2 separate regions of the Drosophila melanogaster genome follow, and region 2 is linked to region 1. A link is a contact called in public HiChIP or PLAC-seq data. All regions are on one chromosome and are shown on one strand. The core of a region is the stretch at or near the end of the contact, and the rest is flanking DNA. Distances in the headings are between cores, read along the strand shown.

The links. HiChIP or PLAC-seq counts read pairs in DNA pulled down with a chosen protein or histone mark.
Region 2: a POLR2A S2P HiChIP or PLAC-seq map of the Kc167 cell line shows a contact between it and region 1, with 4 times the contacts expected there. The contact joins the promoter of CG9663 here to the promoter of ND-B14.5B in region 1. A contact is called at or near these places in 1 of 107 Hi-C or Micro-C datasets (the Kc167 cell line) and 1 of 6 datasets of contacts at active chromatin or transcription factors (the Kc167 cell line).

Annotation. Positions count from the first base shown.
Region 1 is chr2L:3,143,942-3,147,448 of dm6, forward strand. It overlaps ND-B14.5B (NADH dehydrogenase (ubiquinone) B14.5 B subunit), which reads right to left and starts at 1,907. Exons shown (of 3, transcript NM_001273062.1): 1 at 1,587-1,907; 2 at 1,364-1,507; 3 at 1,012-1,308. The coding sequence starts at 1,743. The coding sequence ends at 1,259. It overlaps toc (toucan), which reads right to left and starts at 845. Exons shown (of 11, transcript NM_057805.3): 1 at 398-845. The coding sequence starts at 406. It overlaps Mad (Mothers against dpp), which reads right to left. Exons shown (of 4, transcript NM_057669.3): 4 at 2,511-3,507. The coding sequence ends at 3,478.
Region 2 is chr2L:3,301,493-3,304,999 of dm6, forward strand. It overlaps CG9663, which reads right to left and starts at 1,638. Exons shown (of 8, transcript NM_134916.4): 1 at 1,554-1,638; 2 at 1-261. The coding sequence starts at 123. It overlaps CG3277, which reads left to right and starts at 2,608. Exons shown (of 15, transcript NM_134918.4): 1 at 2,608-3,343.

The DNA of each region.
Region 1 (3,507 bases), core at 657-3,156:
ATTCAAGTGCTTACTTCTATTCTATGTTCTATGTTTCTTTTACGACGGAACCCGAAACTCTGCCCACTCCCCCGCCCCGTATCCACCGCACGGGGAGCACCTTTTGGCATAACGGTTTTTATGGCTACACAAAAATGCGATGCCCGTTCAATTTTACACATCATAAAGTAACGGTTGCTGGGGAATCGATTCGCCGCAATCCAGGGAAATCAATGCGAATCCGCACTGAACATGCATAATTCATACAAACGTATCCACCCGCAGGAACCACCCACCCACACACAAGCAATGAAATAAAAACCAAATTGACAAACATTTGCCGTGGAAGAGAAAAGACCAGCATCTGTTCATAAATAAATAAGTTGGTAATAAAATTAAGAGCTCGGCTTTTTCTTACCTTCGCCATAATCGTTGTTTGCTGATGATAAGAAAATTTGCAGGTGAACTGAGCCGACGGTGAACTTTCGCCAAACTTTCAGTTGCTTAACCTTTTACTGGGTCGAAAAAAAAAACAATCTTATAATGCCAATTAATTAACAATAATTCGTTTCGCTGTGTTTGACTATTAGTGTTGGCATTTATTTTTCACTGATTACACTTTATTTCGGTTTTCGTAAATTGTAACGGTAAAACGAAGACGCACACACGCACACAAACTGGGCTTAAAATTACGTTGTTTATTTCATAGAGATTTTTTGTGTATATATATTTAAATCCAATCTCTGGCTGGTTGGATTTCGAATTTTTTTATTGATTTTTTAGCGCGTTCTTTCAGCTTCCTGGCTGCTATTCAAAAATGGTAATTTATTCGCGGACAAACTTTTTGCGCAGACACATCCTACCAAAAGTTCGATCCGTTTTTCACCGCGACAAAAGAGCGTTTGCTCGCCAAAGCCTCTTTCTGGAGATGGCACTTGGACCGTTGGAGCAATCGATAACTCCCGGGTATCGCGCACCAATTTCAGGTACAGAAGTGCGCTAATCGCTAGCTGAGACTCAAACCAAAACATAGCTTAACAAATTTATTTCAAAACTAAATAGTTGCGAAAAATGTAAGCCCTAGGTACATTCCATCAATTTAAACCATAACATTATGCCAATATGCTGTAAGTCCATAATATGCATGCAATTCCTTTCGAATAAAAAACCATAGAATGCCCAATCCATTTGCTCCATTTTCGTGTTCATATGTTTTACAATTAAAGCTGTTTTATTAACTACTTCCATCGTTCGTTTGACAACAAAGATTTAGATCCACTTAGCGCACTGGCACCCAACTCTCCAGCACTTGGCCATAGGTCTTGCGTTCTGGAAGGGGCAAAAACGGTAAGTAATGGTTAGCTTGCATCCATGCCGCACTTACCCTTCACCGGGAAATCGTCGGGATGCAGTTCGATGTAGTGCCGGAGGACGGCGTCCCTTTTGGCCAGGTACTCGTTCCTCTTCTGATCGAAATAAGCTCCTGCGCCGACGCCGATAGCTCCGAAGGCGATGTGCTTCTGGATGCCTGGAATACGTTGCGATTTAGTTAGTTATAGGCGACAAAAACAATCGTTACGTCACATGGAAGCGGGGCGAAAACTCACCGGAAAACACGGGCTTACGGAAGCCCCAGTTGATGAAAATGGCCGCGCCCACGCCGGCCACACCGCAGGCAATCGGATTCCATATCGGCGAGAGGAAAGAAGGCTCGTGGGTGCCCTTGTTCGTCAAAAGTTCCAGCGGATCGTTCACGGCACTCATGTTGATAGGATGAAAAACAATAGCGGTGGGCAACTAACGCAGTTAGCGATGTCACTGGCAGAACTCTCAGCTATCGATAGCGTGCGAACTGAACTAGTTCCGTAACGATTATTTAAAACGTAAGTTGTATATAATTTAAATAATATAAACAAACACGTATTGCACATTGCCAACTTTATTTGGTTCCTTTTATATTGGAAACTACAAATTATTCACTCGCGCACTAAAATCAGAATAAATATTCAACTAGCCACTAACTAACTAACCGAAATAACAAACCAAAAATAAACGAATTCAAAACGTTGATGAAAAATGTTGTCCACATGATGAAATATCTCAAGTTCAAGCCAGGGTTTTATGTTTTTCCTTTTATTTGAATTCATTTTTTAATATTACATTAGTACGTTTAACATTAAGAGGCATGCAAGGCGTATTTAAGGCAATTTATAGCATTCAAAAACTAGTAAACTTCAAGGCAACTATTTCTGTTTCTTGTTCGTTTGGTAATCAGTATCGCTGCTTGGATATTAAGACATTATTAAATTTTTCTTTGCTCCACACAATTCGCACAACATCAAAGGCCGACGTGGAATATCGAACAGGCACAAATATTACAATATTATTATTAATTTTTTTTAGTAAGGCCCAAGTTTTGCCCAAGCCTCTAATATACAGCTATTTTTACATTATATCTTTTTATATCTTATTTAAATCCGAGCGTAAAAAGTAAAAAAAAAGAACTCATAAGTCAAAAACAGGTTTTATTTAAGAAGTAAGCATTTCGTTTGTTTTTTTTTTTATTATCGTCTACTTATTTTTCTGCGCACAAAAGTGTAATTCAAAACAAAATCAGAGAAAATCATAAGCTTACGATAACTAGAGTAAAGTTATACATGTATATTTATATAAAAAGGCAATTTTCTCGTGGTCTAAACAATATTAGTTTTACTTAAGATAACAAAAGATCATTGTCTGGGAAAACGTATTGATTCAGTAGCATTTTTCCATTCTTAAATTTCGCTGGTATCTTTTCTTGTTTGATGTTTTCGATTTGTTTGCAACTTAAAATTAGTTAAACCATATATATATTTAAATCAACTATATTGAACATTGAATTCGTTGATCCAAGGCGAACCGCAAATGAGAAAAATAAAACATAAGCTAGGGCTTCTTCAAAATCATTTTAAGAAATGTATTGCAATAAGTGTTTTCATATCCCTACGTAAGTTACTTGTTCCTTATGTAATTAAAGTTGGTAGGATTAATTCAATGTGTTTTTATATTTAAAGCAGTTTTGCAATGACACATAATTAGCACTTGAAATAGACTTGAACAAGAACTGTTTTGCCAATGGGCATAGATCATTAATATTATAGCATGTAGATCATTGTAAATAGTTATACCATTTTGTAATTGGTTTCTTAGCTCGCTGTCCATTTTCATTACTCTGTTTTAGCGTTAGGAATGACATTCGCATAGAAAATCATACGATAAACTATAAAATATGGGCAAAGGGCGGGTATTGGAGTAGCTGCCGTACATCATCTATATAAATCTGCGACTGAGTGGCATGGACCTCCATCCTCAGGCCTACAGACCTATGCTCTCTCCATTGTCCTGTGTTCTCTACGTCTTTTCACACTTAGCTTTCACTCACACGCACTCATCATTTAGCTACCGGTTTTGTGTTCCTTCTCTTCCGTCTCCATTGAGGACTCGAGCCTCATCTTAAGCTTAGGATACCGAACTAATTGCATTATGCGG
Region 2 (3,507 bases), core at 388-2,887, 160 kb after region 1:
CCCCGTTCCAGATCCCCGCGATGGCAGATGCGTTTCCGAGCTGGACTTTAGGTGGTTCAACCGGATGACATCGCCACCGGTGACATTTGGCGACACGGCACTGGCCAAACTCCAACTGGACATGTCGTGATTTCAAGATTTCTAGATTTCTATATGTTGTCTAGCACTTTTGTTACTTCGGTTTCACTTTTAGTTATCTCTTATATTGTTTTAGCTTGCGTTCTCCATTTAATTTGCGCTTTCCGTTTGTTCGTCGTAGGCCTGCTTTTTGCGTTAATTTTTGAGGCGCGTCAAGAAATTTGAATAAATAATATTTTGTATTTCGCGGTGTTTGAGTGTGTGCGTGCCTGTTGCTCATTTGAATTTTAATTTCGCTCTCCGCGTGTCTATGTGTGCGTGAGTTCATTCGCATTCTATCCTATGCCAAGGGCGTTGGGGAGGGGGGCTTAAAGGGGGCAGGGCTCTGGGAGACCGGCAGACAACCCATTTAATAAAAATTCGAACGGCGGAGAACACTCGGTCGCCTGTTGCTAATCAGACCATGCCCCAAAACAAGAATAGCGCACCAACACACATGGTCTCACATGTAAAACGAGAGAGTATCACACAGGGGCGGACTTAAAACCTATTCAAGGGGGTTGGAGTTAAATTTTGAAATTATTTGTGTATCTGAAGACATGCGGGCATAGTAAACACATACGACAAATTACAGTATCTACATTTTCTCAAAACCCCCTTTCTACGCCACTGGCATAAACAATGTTTGTTGTTATTGCCACACGTAGAGTCGCCGCTCACAAAGAACGTGCTCTGCGGGGGAGGAGGAGGGAAGACACCAGATTATTGCGCTACAGCAAATGCGGTCCGGCCTATGAATACTTTTCATGGAATTACAATATATTGTAAAGACAATATTTCTTTTATATATTAATTTTAGCTCTATAATTCTATTCCTTTTTTACCAAATGCACAATATATTATGTGGCTTCGAAGTGACTCCAAAAGTCGATATGCCCCTTGTTTTGGTTTTGCTGTGTAGCGCTCGCAAATGCACTCGATCTTCTTCTTTATGATGCAAATCGTGTGTATTTATGTATAATTTAGCACGTCGCTCTCTTTAGCCTTTGTTTTGAGTAAGTGAGACGCACTTTTAATCGCACTAGGCCCTATTTTCATGCCCTGCTCCCCAAAAAGCAGCTGATTTATCTGCGAGTGTATGTGTGTTAACCTAGCCGCCGACTTATTGGGCCCTCCTTCATTTCCACGTCTTTCGCGATTGGTAGTAGACAGCCTAACTAAGTGTTTAGTATGTAGTGCTCACTAAAAAGTATATCAGGTTCTGAGGCATTTTGCGGCTTATCAGGGACATGGGTGTTGGCTGCGACGGGTGTAGGGGTGATGGGGGCCAAAGGCTACCAAAGGCAAACCACAAAAATATTCAGTTCGATTCCGAGCGATTATCACTGTGGCAATGCAACAACTGATAAGCCGCCAAGTGCAGCTCACACACTTCACACACGCACACACAGTACTGCTACTGGACTGAGAATTACCGCGCGTAATTATATAGATGGCTATATCTTGTGTAGAACCGAAGAACAGCGCGATCTTTAGCGGCCGTTGGCATGGCACGGAATGAAAATGAATTCAGGAAAGTTGAAAATATGAACTGCGCTGATTAGTATTAGTTCTCACAGATAACGAGGGGAGAGCGCGAGAGCGCCGCAATCAGCTGTCTTTCCAATGACAAGCGAAACCCCTCGCAGAGCGACGCCCATGGTTTTTGTTTACGACTCTCTCTTCTGCGGGGGTGTTTTTTTCTTCTAGCTCGTGTTTTCACTGCTCTTTTTGTTTTTTTTTGAACTCCTGATGCGGGGAGGTTTTCCCATCCCAACTCCTTTGTTTTCCTGCCCGCCAGTGTGCAATTACAAGTCGCAGTCAAACAAAGAACGACGAAAAACCAGTCAAACCAGTTTTTTTTTATGACTATGACAGTGCTCATCTGGTAGCTGCCCGCCACAATGTTTGAAGTAAATAATGCGTATATACTTTGTTTGCCAAAATCACCTAAATGCTGTGCTATTTTCTTAGAATTGTCTTTTCATCAACTTCAGAATTTGAAATAAAACGTTTTTCTGCGTTTACCATCTGGCAACTTACACCAAACATTCAAAAAAAAAAAGGCGTTAGCACATTTATCGATGCACCAAAACCCACCACTAAGCTGCAGCATTGCCATACTCGATTTTTAGTTACACCCAATGGCGGGAAAATTTAAATTCTTATTGTTAGAATAGTGTTAGTAGAGTTTCGACCATTTACTTTTTTTGTTAATATGAAAAAGGGGTTGCCTAAGTTCTTCTAATCTACAGTCTATCTTTCTTTTAACTAAACATGCTGAATTTAAGAGAAAAACTAATTAATTTCAAGAAGAATTTCTTATGAATACACCTCGATTTCCCATTTATCAGGCGCCGACCTTACCATTCCCACGCATCTGACGTCCGAAAAACAATGCGTGCAGTAGAGCTTTTGCGTAAAAGCTCGCAGTAAATGCAAACGCAAAGGTTGGCAGTCGGCAATTGTTATCATTCGGCCAAAAACGCTTGTTGCTTCAACTTGTCCCGGACTCCGTGTCGGCTACGTAACTTTTCGCACCTACCGGTTGAATTTCTGAATCGATTGATCGTCGTCTGCGAACGGATTTTGGCGCGGAACTCAAAGCAATTAAAATTCGAAATTGAATTAGTGATTAAATTATGCCTGCACGACAGGTAATGTGAACGGAAGGAAGAAATTAAAATTGATGCATAATATTTTTAGTGCAAGTTTGTCCAAAGTGCGTTCGGTGTTCCGCGTGAAAGAAGCGGAAACGGAAATTGAATAAATTGCAATGCAAATCATATGCATAAAGGGAGTGAGCCGTTAATTTTGGTGAAAAAGTGAAGGAAATCCTAAAAAATGCAAATCAAGTAGAATTCAAAATAAATATCCAAAGTGTAAACAAAAAGTGGAAATTGTTTGTGAAATAGATATTAATAAAAGCGTAAACGGACGAGCGGAAATATAATTATTTTGCAAATATCCCGCATAAGTGCCGAGTGTTGGAATATCCATTTCCCGCCCCCGAAAACCACCCAGTGTTTGTTTCTTTTATTTCTAAAAAATTATACAAATTCGACGAGTGAATGTTTACCGGCCAGTGGTCGGGGGAAAAACAAAGAGCCCGTAAGAGTGTTGGGCGTAAACAAAAACTTGAAAACTTATAATTATTGCCTGCGAGGCCATCAGCTGAAAAGTCAACAATTCGGTGGAGACTCGAGCGCAGAGTGAATCGCAAATGGTGAGTCCAAAGCAGAAGAATCCCATTTGATTGAGTTGGGTTCCTGGGCTTGAGCCTTCAAAGTTCTTGATTAGATAGCGGAGAAACCCTTGCTTTTTTTTATTTTTGGATGGCACACAAGCCCGCGGAATTTCTCGGAACTCCCCTAGTAATTTCTCATGTTC